2 separate regions of the Sus scrofa genome follow, and region 1 is linked to region 2. The links are chromatin contacts, called in public HiChIP or PLAC-seq maps. All regions are on one chromosome and are shown on one strand. The core of a region is the stretch at or near the end of the contact, and the rest is flanking DNA. Distances in the headings are between cores, read along the strand shown. Region 1 overlaps EBPL (emopamil-binding protein-like). Region 2 holds the start of SPRYD7 (SPRY domain containing 7).

What was found. HiChIP or PLAC-seq counts read pairs in DNA pulled down with a chosen protein or histone mark.
Region 1: a contact with region 2 is called in an H3K27ac HiChIP or PLAC-seq map of alveolar macrophages. The contact joins the enhancer-like site here to the promoter of SPRYD7 in region 2. A contact is called at or near these places in 2 of 5 promoter capture datasets (fetal liver and liver), 4 of 47 Hi-C or Micro-C datasets (embryonic fibroblasts, heart right ventricle and skeletal muscle) and 2 of 2 datasets of contacts at active chromatin or transcription factors (alveolar macrophages and skeletal muscle).

Annotation. Positions count from the first base shown.
Region 1 is chr11:18,086,829-18,091,090 of Sscrofa11.1, forward strand. All of the region lies in intron 3 of EBPL (emopamil-binding protein-like), which reads left to right. Among named protein-coding and RNA genes, the nearest start is that of ARL11, 11 kb to the right of the region's middle. Within about 2 kb of position 1,968, at least 8 of the 83 cell types and tissues checked have an H3K27ac peak or open chromatin away from gene starts, as enhancers often do. A contact at or near this core is called in alveolar macrophages, where this site is marked.
Region 2 is chr11:17,846,886-17,851,310 of Sscrofa11.1, forward strand. SPRYD7 (SPRY domain containing 7) reads left to right here and starts at 2,126. Exons shown (of 5, transcript NM_001243529.1): 1 at 2,126-2,259. The coding sequence starts at 2,154. It overlaps TRIM13 (E3 ubiquitin-protein ligase TRIM13), which reads right to left and starts at 3,120. Exons shown (of 4, transcript XR_002336667.1): 1 at 2,524-3,120.

The DNA.
Region 1 (4,262 bases), core at 718-3,217, 240 kb after region 2:
ATTTCACTTAGTATGAGAATCTCTAAGTCCATCCATGTTGCTGCAAATGGCATTATTTCATTCTTTTTTATGTCTGAGTAATATTCCATGGTATATATGTACCACATCTTTATCCATTCATCTGTCGGTGGACATTTAGCTTGCTTCTATGTCTTGGCTATTGTAAATACTGCTGCTGTGTATGATGGGGTGCATGTATCTTTTCAAATTAGAGTATTCTCTGAATATATGCCCAGGAGTGGGATTGCTGGATCATATGGCAACTCTATTTTTAGTTTTTTTAAGGAACCTCCATACTGTTCTCCACAGTGGTGGGAGAACCAACTTACATTCCCACCAACAATGTGGGGGGTTCCTTTTCTCCACACCCTCTCCAGCATTTATTATTTGTAGACTTTGATGATAGCCATTCTGACAGATGAATTACAGTATTTTTTTTTCAATTTTTCTGTATGTTTACATTTTCCATAATAAAAATGTAGGTGGAGAAAAGAGGGAGATACCAAAAAGTTGCCAGAAATCTGTGTGAACCCTGTGTACAAGGGCAGAAGGGATCATCAGCGGGTAAGCCAACTATTTCATCTAAGGACCTTCGGATGTCGTGTTGTGTGTCTTCTCTCCAGCTGGCCAGAGCTCCTAGTGGGGAGCTCCCAGTCCCCGCCCCCGTGTGTAAACCTCACTGCCAGCCCCTGGGAGCCAAATGGGGAAGGGTCCAGGCAGTCTCACCCGTCCGTTCACAAACCTTGGAGGAGTTCTCTTTTCAGCGATGTTTCACCCCATCCTCTCTTGGGCGACGCCTCCTGGGGAACAAACTGAGATGCTGCCAGGGAGCAGAGGGGCAGTTCCCCGGCCTGAGTAGAACTGTGAGGGCGTCTGAGAGTCTGTCTCTTCATACAGACTTTCCACCAGTTCTGTTTCCGGCCCCACCTTGGTATCCCAAGTCCTGAGATTTCCGGGGGTTTGGGTCAGAACCACTTGCTGATGACTGGGAGGCTGTGTAGAGCATGGTTTCAGGGTTGCACCTCTTCAAGGGTTCAGATTTGGCTCTGGGACCTGGGACAAGCCATTTAACCTCTCTGTGCCTTATCCCCCAAGTCCGGTTATGAACTGCTGAGTTGTGGAGGGATTACACGGGTTAAGACACCTTCAATACACAGGCCAGTGCCCAGCACAGGGTGAGTCCTTTGATGACACACACCCACTCCTACCCCCACTAACTCCGATTTCTACTTTCCTAGTCTACAACATCACTTTTTATCTTCTGTAATTTCAGTGCTATCTCAAGCCTGCTAGTCTCACTTCTGCTTTCTTTGTCCTTGTGGGGTTTGACTTAAAAAAAAAAAAGTCCCTCCAGTGAGGCTTGGGGAGACAGTAGAGTGAAAGTATGTGTGCATTTCACTACAATAAACCACAAGTCTCAACGACTTTCTTCATCCCTTCTGAAGACCCCCTTCAGGCAATACATTCATCATATTCTAGCCTGAACACATGGAGTGTTGTGAGCAGAGCCTAGAGAGTGAATGCCAGGCTTCTCAGGGAGGTCTGGGACTAGCTCCTAATGTTCTCTCTGGAAGATGCTGCGGGAGTTCCTGTCGTGGCTCAACGGTTAATGAATCTGACTAGGAACCGTGAGGTTGTGGGTTTGATCCCTGATCTCACTCAGTGGGTTAAGGATCCGGTGTTGCGGTGCGCTGTGGTGTAGGTCGCAGATGCAGCTCGGATCCCACATTGCTGTGTCCCTGCTGTAGGCTGGTGGCTACAGTTCCGATTGGACCCCTAGCCTGGGAACCTCCACATGCCATGGGTACGGCCCTAGAAAAGACAGAAAGACAAAAAAAAAAAAAAAAAAAAGAAGATGCTGAGAAGCGCCCCCAGGAGGAACCTGCTGGTTGAATGTTCCATGAGCTTCTTTCTGAAACCTCCTGAGTCAACATCACTGGCTGAGGGGAAGGAAGGGTTTGTGGTGGGGCCCCCTGAGCTTGGGTAAGAACCTCGTGACCCATGGTGGTGTCAGAACCAAACTACCAGCAGGCTTCTCAGCCCCACCGCCCAGAGCTTGATTCCTGAAAATCATCTGATTGACCCAGAGAAGCTGATCGTATTTTCAAAATGGTAGAAGGGGGCCCCTTTGCAGATGACTTGCTTGCAGAGCTTGGAATGCTGGTTTAAAAGAATGGATTCCTCCCCAGGTAGGATGAGGCTCATGGAATTTTGCCATCTTCTCTCCCGGGTCATGATGTTGTCCTGTTGCATGCAGAGAAGCCCCACTCAAAGTGTTGGATACAACTGAGGAAAAGGTGGCTTTTCCAATGAAATCTGAAGCTTCTGGCTGGTTGTCCCGTTGGACTTGAGCACTTTCTACCGGAAGGTAGTAAAGAATTTGGGCTGCTTATTTTCATGCTCCATTCCCCACCTGACCCTGGATCCCTTCTCCAAACCTGCCCACACTATTCTGTGCCCTGAGACAAGCTCTGATGGAGACACTGGCCTGAGATGGGAGGGTGAGAGGAAGAAGAAGCCAGATTATTAATTCTCTGTCCATTCCCCAGCCTAAAGGGGTGCTCCTGGGCCAGCCCATTAGCTCTGGGCTCCCTGGCTCTGGGCCACCTTTTCCAAGGACCTAAGAAGGTGGCGGTCCACACACCTAGACCTTCCTTCCCAAGCTCTTTTCTTTTCTTGCTTTTTTAGGGCTACCTGTGCCATATGAAAGTTCCCAGGTTAGGGGTCGAATCAGAGCTACAGTTGCTGGCCTATGCCACAGCCACGGCAGCACGGGATCTGAGCTACGTCTGTGACATACCGCAATGCTGGATCCCTGACCGACCAAGCAAGGCCTGGGATCGAACCTGCATCCTCATGGATACTAGTTGGATTAGTTTCTGCTGAGCCACAACAGGAACTCCCCCATGCTCCTTTCTGGCACAGTAGGTCCTTGCCCTGTGTACAGTGAGAGGGGTGTGGCCACATTCACCCCAGCTCAGACAATCGTGACGTCTGGCCCATTCTTTTTGGCCGCACCCCACGCTTGCTTCTTTCAGCTATTCTCAACATTTAGCTTTGCTTCCGTAATAAAACTCTCCTGAAAAGGTCTTGACAATTCATTCACATTACAGCGCAAGTAACACCCTACTGCCCTTCTTCTAGGGATGGTTTCATTGAAAAACTGAAGTTTAAGGGATGAGTCTGAAACCATCACGTTTCAGAGAGGTGTGTAATTGGGTGGGGGATTCAACCCCAGCCTTCTCAGATCATTCCTCTCTGATCAGCCCATCAGCCTTTGCAAGAGAAGCGTGCATTGAAAGTGCATGGGGCGGACACTAATTCAGGGCTTTGGATACTCCAAGTGAACATGCTTTGGGCAGGGCAGGGCTGGGATAGAGATGTCAGCGCACGTGGTAGGGAGGAGGAGGGAGGCTGCGTGTCCAGAGTTCAGGAGTCACAGAGCAGTCTGGGGCCCTGCACCCCCACTCCCTCTACCCTTCTACCAGCCCTGGCCCCCTCTTCACCCCAGAACAAGCCTGAGTGCAGAGAATTCTGAGGGTGGGAGAGGGGTCTGCAGAAAAGCCTGGGCCCCCAGAACTCTATGCTTCATTTGCACTTGTTGCACGCTTCAGTGTGCTTCAATCAGCGTGACTTAATAGCAACCATGTGCTGTACATGCTTCAGCGTGACTTAGTGTTAACCCTGTCCCTATGGAAAGCTAGACTCCGTTCAAGGGCACGGACTGTCTGTATCTCCTCCAGCCTTGTAGCTCTTGCATGTGGCTCAGTGCTTTGCACATAGCAGGTGCTCGGAAGATACCAGCTACCTAGAGGAATTTATTATCTCACTGGGTTCTCTTAAGAGCTTTGCGAAGTACCTCCTATTGTTAGTCCCGTTTGGTAGATGAGGCTGCTGGAGCGTAGTGGGCTTAAATAATTTGCCAGGTTGGAGAGGAACAGAGCTCATGTGGGGGTTTCAGCTCATGTTCTCATCCATTCTGATGGACTTCAAGGCCAGACTCCAAGCCAAGAGCCTTTAGAGGGCACCGATTTGAGCAAAGTTTGGGGTGGCATCGTTGCCAAAATATCAGCTGCCTCTATATACCGATGTCGAATAGAAACACGGAGACAGAGCTGGAGGAAACAGGAAAAGTAACTTTCATCACCAGGCAGAGAGGGGAATACAGCAGGCCAGTGCCTCAAGGACTGTGCTCTGCTTTGAGAGGCAGTGAGGCGTCTTACAGTGTTTGAGGAGCAGGGCGTGATCAGCTCGTGGTCCTT
Region 2 (4,425 bases), core at 876-3,375:
TGCTTCATACTGCTGAGTACACTTGAATTGCTACACTGTGGGCAAAGTGCACTGGGCAGTGCCCCAGCAAATAGTTTTCTAACCAAGCAAGACTACAGGCAATTCTGCCTCTACAGTAAAGGCCAGTTCACAGCCATCTAACAGCCTGGCTTTTCATTGAACATGTGACTAACTTGATTGGCCTGAGCTCCAGTCAAATCCAATACACTTACATTTATTATATATTTAACACACGTATTACTTTTATAATGTTTGTGAATAAAATATTTTACCTTATAACAACAAATTTTATTTTACTTTATTGCTTATACATGAGTTATGGAAGTTTATGGTTAATTTGGAGATTAACAAAACATACAGAAATTAAGTACAAATCTGTATTTTGAACTAAGAGCACATTTAAAAGGATTATAGCATTAATTGCAAGAGTTAGAACTTTAGAATTTGAGAAGCAGCATGATCTGGTGGAGCAAATACAGACTCCGTCAGAGTCATGGGTTTTGAATCCTACCTTGTTTATTTCCTAGTCATTTGAGGCTACACAAATTATTTAATCCCTTCAAGCCCATCTCTTCACTTACACAGGGACAATATTTACTCTCAAACTTTTCAAGAATTCGGTGAGTGTGTGTAAGAAAGAGTGCCTACCTCACAGATATGCAGAAAATTTTTGTCTCTGCAACATTCAACTCCCCACTCCTTCCCAAAGGGAAAAACTAGGACACTAACACTTCTCCAAATGGTCAAGTTTTTCAGCAAAAGAAAATTTCATGTGTAAAATGATCACCAGGAAAGTACTTTATAGGCAGTGAGGGCTTCAGCAATCACCTCTGGTATTAATCCTATGATAAATAAACCTCAAAGTACAAATCTTTGAGATTTTCATAAGTATTGTAATGAAAACACCGTTTGTATAAACATCCAAGAAACTCAGGACCTTGAAAAAAAATTCTCCCATTCTGAAGGGAAAAATTCACCATAAAAGATATTTGTCACTAAGAAGTTATGTCGAAGAACCCATTACATACTGAGGGGGCATTTTGCGTCAGGTCTCCCAGGGCTTGAATCCTGGGGAAGTCTTCAGATGGAACCTTATTTGACAACAGAGGTTTAAGCCAGATTAATTCTAGAGGTCGTCCCAGACTTTCTCCAGGCGACAAGTGGTATCTGAAGATGGAAAATGGATCAGGATGCGGATGATCTAAGTAGTGCACCAGATGACTGGTGCTCCCAAACGGGAGGCTCCTACATGGAAACAGGAAACAACAGGCTGTAGGAACTCAGTCCTTCCCCTGAACCGCTGACTCAGGGGTTCCCATTACACTCATTAGAACCCATTATCCATGCCGCTGAATTTGGAAGAGACAGGTCAAGAATCGCCCTCCAGCCCTGCCCCAGGGAGTCCCCTCCCGGGGTGGCCTCCAGTACGCCCCTCAACGGGAAACTCGTCTCTGCACCTAAAATGCAGCAGGGGAGTCGACTCAAGAGCCCTGGATGCATAGCCACTGTGCAATTACTAACAGCCATTACTCCTGGGCCCTGTGCGTCTGTTCATGATTTGAGAAAATTCTCCAGAAACCAGCCACGGCGGGGGGCGGTGAGAGGGGGCCAGAGGCTCTTCGCGAAGGCGAAGTTCTCTCAGTCCTGGGCGTGGAGGGAGGACATCTTCGGGCTGTTTTAAATCAGCTCCCACTCCCCCAGGCAAATTTGCCACTGCCAACTAATGCCTAAAATAATGTCGAAGTGGGGGGCAGTTTTTAAACTACAGCATCCAAGGACACCTGAGCTAAATGAGAACGCAAGTCAGCTCGAGCCCGGGTCAGTACAGAAATACCTACATAAGCGGGGCGGCACAAAAGGGAAAAACCTTTCCGCGCAGGCGCACGCGGTTCACCGCCCGGCCGCCACGCCCTCTGCCCCGCCCCGCCCCCAGCCCCGCCCGCCGGCCGATCCTCGGTATCTTCCGCCCAGGCAGGCTTCGCCTCAGACTGCGCTGCACCCTCCCCGCCAGGGGCGTCGCTGTACCAGCCTCTGCGCCCCACAGACTCCCTCCGGCGCTCGGGCGGGGGCAGGAGGCGGAGCGGAGGGGTAGGGGCGGGAGTCGCCGCGGTCTAGGGGCGGTGGGTCGCGGTGTCGTCGGCGGTCCCTGAGACATGGCCTCCTCGGTGTTCTGCTGCCTGCGGTGCTGCAGAGATGGCGGGACGGGCCACATCCCTCTGAAAGAGATGCCGGCCGTGCAGCTGGACACGCAACACATGGGTAAGGGCCCTCCCTTCCCGTGACCCAACGGCCCACCCCGAGTCGGGCGGTGCGGGTCGGGGTCAGTCGGGGGTCGCGAGCACCACGCGCGGCCGGGCCCCGCCGGGCCCCGCCCCCTGCCCTCGCCCTGCGACGCTGCCCTCGGCCGGGTCTGGCGGATCTCCTCCAGACACAGGCCGCCTCCACTTCGGCCCGGTTCTGTGTTCAAGGCTACGCAGTGTTGTCTGCCCTCGCCTAGTGGAGATGGTGTGTGGGTGGACCTACCCGTTCTCACCGGAATCTCCTCCGAGCTGTCGCATCCTGAGACTCGGCACAAGTTCCCAGGCGTGGGGAGCGATAGTACTGTGGTGCCCCTCCTACGGTGTCCCACGGGCGAGCTCCAGTCAAATCCAATACATTTTCAGAATGCTTTAGCTGATTTCGGCTCCTTCTGCCCAGGCAGCTTTCTCTTAGCCCATCATTTATCGGTTGTTTTATTGAAAATTATTTTCCTCTCACCTACTAATGTCAAAACAGGGCAAGTTGCAGAAGCTTCAAGTCACAGCTCATGTCAGACCGTGTCACTTCAACTAAAACCTCCCATTGTCTGACTCCTCCTTAGTCACGCTTAGCGGTGTTGTAATTTCATCTGACTGGTCTGTTGCCAACAATTCAGGCTGTTGCAAAAATAAAACAGCACTTTGCTTCTTCTCATGTATGTTTTTCCTTCCAATTTCGCATGAACATATAGCTTCTCTCACATTCTTCCTCTCCCCTCTGTAGCCTCTTTCACAACCTTATTATTGTTTCTGTTCTTAGACTGTCCCATGTAGTTTCATGTTTCTGGAGTATGGTTCTAGAAGGAGAGATTCCCACTAAGTATTTCAGAGTACTATCTTTTTGTGGATTATTCTCTTCTAAATATATATATATGCACTTTCAGTTTTTCCCACATTTCTCTTTGGCTAAAGGACAGTACATTAAAGTAAGAAAGGGATTTCTTAATATTTATAGCAAAACCCTCTCCTGCCTAGATTCTTTATAATTCTAGAGACACTCTTCCCATTATATTTCTATAGCATGAACTAAACCACAAATGTAATTATATACTGCTTTTTATTGGGGTATTTAATTTAATTTTTTTTTTTTTTTTTTGTCTTTTTGTAGGGCCGCACCTGAAGCATATGGAGGTTCCCAGGCTAGGGGTCTAATCAGAGCTGTAGCTGCTGGCCTATGCCTCAGCCACAGCAATGCAGGTTCTGAGCCCCATTTGTGACCTATACCACAGCTCACCGCCATGTGGGATCCTTAACCCACTGAGCAAGGCCAGGGATCAAACCTGAAACCTCATGGTTCCTAGTCAGATTCGTTTCCACTGCCCCACGATGGAAACTCCAGGGGTGTTTAATTTTAATCCTTATGTCTCCTAAATTTAATGCAGCAGCGTAATACATAAATACATGTAAATGTATGTGTATATCTCTTTAAATTATTACTTATTCATCATCGTTTATAGACAGATGTTCAAATCCTATAATTTCCCTGAGAAAATGTTTCCATTCCATTTATTCATTCGCTCAACTGATATTTATTGGATGACTCTCAGATGGCAGGCATTGTTTTAGATGCTGGCAACACGCATAGTTCCTGGAGCTTATGATCAGCTTTAGTTCTTTTCTGTCTCTACTGCCAAAATCCTGAATTACTACAATCTACTCTGTAAAGTATTCCTTTTCTCTGGTCTCTTCTACAAAGAGCTGGTCACTTGTGCTTGTTCCACTATGTTCTCCTTTTCCAAAGCTGCATAGCGTCTTTCAGTAATGTCATTTCCCAGTTTTCTACCTGCGTGGAAACTTTTTCTTATCCTGTCTTCTGGTGAATTCAAATTCTTCAATCACAGAAGCAACCTGATTTTAGAAAATAATAGGAGAGGCTTATCAAGCTAGGAATAGTTTAAAGCATGCATTGATCTTAAGTTGATATATGAGGAGCACACTTAGTGAATATGCATGTGCTTGGATATGTGAAACTTTATTTAGATAACTTAAGGAGTGTAGTTGCCTTTAGATTTAAGAAAATAGTCTGGGAGTTCCCATCGTGGCGCAGTGGTTAACGAATCCGACTAGGAACCATGAGGTTGCGGGTTCGGTCCCTGCCCTTGCTCGGTGGGTTAACGATCCAGCGTTG